Regions from separate parts of the Mus musculus genome. Here region 1 is linked to region 2. A link is a contact called in public promoter capture Hi-C data. All regions are on one chromosome and are shown on one strand. The core of a region is the stretch at or near the end of the contact, and the rest is flanking DNA. Distances in the headings are between cores, read along the strand shown.

Region 1 (2,700 bases), core at 24-2,523, 500 kb before region 2:
TTGTACTCTGAGACAGAATCTCACTATGTAGTCTTGGATAAGCTAGAACCCCCTCATATATAGGCCAGGATAGCTTTGAACTTGGATCTATCTTCTTACCTACACAAGTGTTGGGATTTCAGGCATGTAATACCATGCCTGACTTTGTTTGACACAGGGACTCATGTATCCCAGTCTGGTCCCAAACTCACTTTGTAGCCAAAAAGACCTTAAACTTCTGATTTTTTTTTTTTTTTGCCTCCACCCACCCAGAGTGCTAAGATTCCAGATGTACACCATAATTGTCTCCATTGTTTTGTTACTATAGAGAGTGTACATTTTTTAGAATTCTATATAAATAGAGCCATACAATATGTACTCTTTTGTGTCTGACTTCTACTTAGCATAGATATTTGAGGTTTAGGGGCACTGGTGTGATAACTGTTCTGTCATTTTTATTACTTGGGTTTACCTTTGTTGTTGATGGTGGGGTTTTTTTTTTTGTTGTTGTTGTTGTTGTTTTTGTTTTTTGAGACTGGGTTTCTCTGTGTAACACTGGCTGTCTTAGAACTCTGTAGGCCAGGCTGGCCTCGAACTCAGAGATCACCAGCCTCTGCCTCCCGAGTGCTAAGATTAATGGCATGTGACCGCTTCCCAGCTTAAATTTTTATTTTATTTTGTTCTTTGTTTTGCTGTTTTGCCTTTGTGTATGTGTGAGTTTATGCTCATGCCCACTGCACACACGTAGAGGTCAGAGCACAACGTTCAAGGGTCTCAGAACTCAACTCTACCTTTGTGGATCCTGAGGAGCAAAGCCAGGTCTTTGGGCTTGGTGGCAAAGCTGAGCATCTTGCTGGCCCTTGAGTTCCCTGTTGTCTGAGTATAGCAACTCTCTTCACTCTGGCTCCAGATGCTCCGGCTACTCGGATATACCCAGACAACAGTGAACTCAAAGGCTAGCAAGATGCTTAGCCATATCCTGATCTTTGGCACCCTCGCCCACCTTACACATGGCCCTCACAGGCAGCATTGGGCATTCCTCCGGGCCTCCATTTTTTAGGTGAGAAGTGAGATGGGGTAGTGGACCCTGAGAGGGCCTGTGCTGAGCAACCAGACATGAGGGTTCAGGCTCGTGGGGTCTGCGAGCTGCCTGTGGCTTAAGGCGGAGGGAAGCAGGCCCACTGTCAAATCGTTAAAAAGCCTCAGGCATCGTGCAGAAGGGGGCGGGGTCAAGAATCGGCATTCTTATTGGTGAGCGCAGCCCGGGGGTGGGGCCTCACCTCGGCGGGCTTTCTTCGGCGCCCAGGAAGCCGCAGGAAGGCAGGCGTGTGCTGTCGCGTGTGGCGAGGTGAGAACTCGAGGTGCGTGGGTCACGAGGGGCGTGAGGAGTGGGAAGAGATGAGGTGGTTGGGGAACCTAGGGCCCCGCAGGCCCAGTCGCCCGATGCCTTTGAGGGTCACTCGGCCACTGGAAGCCTGGCCTGAGGCTCTCGGCTTCTCGTCAGACTCTCACAGGGCTGGAGCTTCAAGTGGGCGATGAGGCAAGCCTGGGAAATGAGTGAATGGGGAATCAGAGAGGCAGCTGGAAATTTGTTCTTATTGTTACGAACAAACAAAAGAAAAAAAGAAAAAGTAAGCCGTTTGGGAAACACATAGAAATGATAATCCAGGAGCTTCGAGGTTCTCTCTCTCTCTCTCTCTCTCTCTCTCTCTCTCTCTCTCGGTTTTTCGAGACAGGGTTTCTCTGTGTAGCCCTGGCTGTCCTGGAAGTCACTCTATAGACCAGGCTGGCCTCGAACTCAGAAATCTGCCTGCCTCTGCCTCCCAAGTGCTGGGATTAAAGAGGTTTTCTTAAAACATTATTTTAGCCAGGCGGCGGCGGCGGTGGTGGCGCACGCCTTTAATCCAAGCACTCAGGAGACAGAGACAGGCAGATCTCTGAGTTTGAGGCCAGCCTGGTCTACTAAGGGAATTCTAAGATAGCCAGGGCTACTGAGTAGGATCTTGTCTCAAAGACAAAAACAAACAAACAAACAACACATCAAAATAGAAACAATTATTATTTTTTAAAAACTATTCTTATTTGCAGGGTGGGAGTTTCGTGAAGGTCAGAAGACAGTTTTCAAGAATTGGTTCTGATCAGCCTTGTGGATCTCGGGGTCGAACTTGAATAGTCAGGGTTGCTAGCAAGCATTTTTACCAGTGTTTAGTCCTTGGAGAAAGCTTCTTGACCAGACTATATGAGAGTGAACAATTCCTTTTGGCAAAGAATCACCTGGCGATTAGGTGGAAGGGGACCAGAAGTCTTTGGAAGAAACTAGCCTTTTCAGCATTAAAGGAGGGGTGTTGGGGGGATGTAGAAGATATAGGACGGAGTGTGGGGAGGGAGGTGTTGAAGGCTTTCACTCCAGGACCCCATTTCTCAAAGCTGGAATAGGACAGCCTGGGCTATATAGGGAGTTCTATCTATCTCTTGTTAAGTAGTGGAACCTTGTTCCAAAAAAACCCAGGCTGGACAGCGTGAAGGATATGTGTAATCCTAGCACTATCTGTCGCTGAGGAGAGCCAGGTTGGGGTTCATAGTGAAATCCTGTATAAAAAACAAAACACCCAAGCACTAGGTAGGCAGAGGCAGACAGATCTCTGGATTTGAGGTCATCTTCCTTTCCATAATGAGTCCTAAGTAGCCAGGGCTACATAGTTAGACTATGTCAAAATAAGT
Region 2 (2,700 bases), core at 124-2,623:
AAGCACTGCCCGTGAGCCCATGGGATCATGGCACAACAACCCCATCCTTGTATTGCCTGTGGCCATATCAAATACCAGCACATGGTCTTCTACAGCATCCTGGAGCTGGCAGGTTGGGGCGCCAGAAATGGGACTCTGTATGACTCCTCTGGGAGACTGGGGAAGGGAATGCTTGCTGTAGGCTCCTTGTAGGACCGGCAGTGGCACGTTAGAGCAGTTGTTGTTGTTGCAGGCATTGGGGGGCTGCTTGTCTGGATGAGAGCTGCAAACCTTGTGGCTATTCTCCTGTATCTTGAAAGAGTCTAGAGGCTCTGAGGTTGATGTTAAGGTGTCTAGCCTGGAGACTAGACACTTCTTTGCAGGGTACTCAGATTGCTGGATTGGCACCTGCACCTTGGCAACTTCTTGGTCCTGGATTTTGGGTGAAAATTCTGCTGGACTAGATGTTGGAGTGGGAGGAGTCTCCTTAAGGAAAAAATATACTTTGTCCTTTTTGGAAGGATCTGAGAGAACAGACAATTGGTTGCCCCCGTTCCTTAGATCAAGAGGCAGGTCTTTAGCGGCTGCAGTGGTATTAGTCAGGTAGTTGGGACTATAGGTGTAAGGTTTAACTGCGGCAGGTGCTGGTAATCCGTTGACAGCTGCGACAGAAGCTGGCACTGAGGTTGGAAGAGGCAGTGACGGTGAAGAAGTCGCCTTGTTTAGGGTGGGAGACTGAGCCAGACATGGACACTTGTCTTGCCTCTGATCTTGGACTGGAGCCTGAGTCAGAAGAGGTGCTTGACCTTCAACTACACCACTCTCTCCCGAGAGGAAGTAGGGTAGCCATCGACTCTTTCTGGAGCCCTCAGAGGCCATCTGGCCAATGTTACAGGTTCCTTTGCCCCAGCCTACCAGGACTTTAGCTGGAGCCTTGCTCTCCCTCCCAATCTGTAACTGATTCTGGGAGAGGTTGAATCTGTACTGGGCTTTGTCATCTGTGCCGTTGTTGTCTGGGGGCATTGGCAGAGTCTGAGTCCCATCATCCATGAGGAGATGCTCCTGGGTTCCCACAACGGGGTTTGGGTATGGGTTAGAAGAGAATCTCGAGGTGTCCTGGGAGGCCCGTGCATAGTCACACTGGGAGTTGACCTGAGCAGAATTATGGAGTAGTTGAAGCATGGGTTGAGAGGCAGGAGCCTGAGAGGTTGAGTTGATGGCCCCGGTGGAGAGTGACAGCCCTTGCTTCGAGTAGAGGGATTTAGGGTTCATCCATGGTCCCTGGGACACTTTGAAGCCACCCGTTAGCTGCTGGCTGCTAGGCAGTGGATGGCCCTGGGGGCCCGATGGATCAGGGCCCCCCACCTTCTTGGTGTCTTCCATAGTCCTGCTCCATGCCCTAGGTGCCCTGCCCCCACTTCATTGCCATGGTGACCCCACACAATCACTGCCCCCAGTGACCTGGAGAGTGACAACATATGAGATAACAGGGGCCCCACCCCCTGAAGACAGGAGGCTTCCCTGAGGACTTTAGGAGGTGGGGACTTTAGGACTTCTGTAGGCCAGCTTTGTCCCTTCTTTATGAACCAGTGACCACTCTACCCCAGACCAGCCCCTCAGTGAGGGCAGTGTCTCAGAGAGGGCCAAGGTAAGGTCAAGGGAGAAGAATAGTAGAATAGTCAGGGGAGACGGAGGGTTTCTCTGACACTGGGCCCTTTGCTAGAGCAAAGCCTCTTACTACTTAAGTCTAAGAGACAGAAGAGGGTGAGGGACCCAGACTCAGCCTCCGGCTCCCCTCTCCTGTGTTCCCTGCTTCCGCTCCCGCTCCAGGGACAGCAGCTCCTTGGCAGTCTCTGCTGCTCCAGATGGTTTTCCTCTGCTTGTGCCTCATAGAGCCCCCTCCCCAGAGCCACATGTCCCTGAAGCCCAGGGCCAGTATCTTGGAGGAGTGGGTATGGGGGTGGTGGAGGTGGAGCCTCTCCTCAGAATCTTCAAGTTGTAATGTTCTAGCTCTTGTCACATTGTGTCAGTTTCATCCTGGCCAGAAGGAGAGCATAGCGGTAGGCACAGGGCTAGGATGCAGTAGCCGTAGTGTTAACTAAGTGGCAATTACAAATTACAAGATGGAATGGTGGGGATCTGGTAGGAAGAGGGCCAGCTTCACAATGAGAACATGGCAAATAGGAGACTGAACACACAGTGTGTATGTTCAGAACAGTACTGTATATATAGCAAAGACAAGCTAGACAAAGCCTTGATATGAGTAGACATGTTAAAAAAAATAAAGGAAGCTTTTAGGCTTGATCAGTAACCCTCCTTCTCACCCCCCCCCCTGCCCCGCCCCAGCACACTTTCTTTAATGGGGAAACAGGAATAGGGAGGAATCATCCCTTAGACCCAGGGCCACCCTGAGGGTCCACACAGCTCTGCAGCCAGAGAACAGGTCATTCACACCCGACTACTGGACATTCTGCCTCGGGCCATCAAACCCTCCTTCCTCCTCCAGCTCTGAGCTAGCCGGCTGCTAACTCTATCTTCCAGGGCTCTGATCCCCTCAGGGCTCAGTCTTTCCACCCAGGAAAGAGGTTTGTGGAGAACGCAGCTGTAGGCTTGCCCTCCTCCGAAGCAACATGTTTTCACAGAGGTTAAAAATAGTGTTTACAGTTGGCTGTGGGGTGCTAGGCTGTGTGACCGACCAGGGACTAAGGCTGCACTGCGCTG

Evidence for each region. Promoter capture Hi-C pulls out the DNA fragments that hold promoters and counts their contacts.
Region 1: a contact with region 2 is called in a promoter capture Hi-C map of neutrophils, with 2.8 times the contacts expected there. The contact joins the promoter of Iho1 here to the promoter of Actl11 in region 2. A contact is called at or near these places in 11 of 39 promoter capture datasets (the 3T3-L1 cell line, the C10 cell line, the HPC-7 cell line and 6 more), 1 of 484 Hi-C or Micro-C datasets (the G1E-ER4 cell line) and 1 of 9 other capture datasets (macrophages).

What each region holds. Positions count from the first base shown.
Region 1 is chr9:108,430,399-108,433,098 of GRCm38.p6, reverse strand. It overlaps Iho1 (interactor of HORMAD1 1), which reads left to right and starts at 1,273. Exons shown (of 8, transcript NM_001135198.2): 1 at 1,273-1,327.
Region 2 is chr9:107,927,142-107,929,841 of GRCm38.p6, reverse strand. It overlaps Actl11 (actin-like 11), which reads right to left and starts at 1,373. Exons shown (of 1, transcript NM_026338.3): 1 at 1-1,373. The coding sequence starts at 1,362.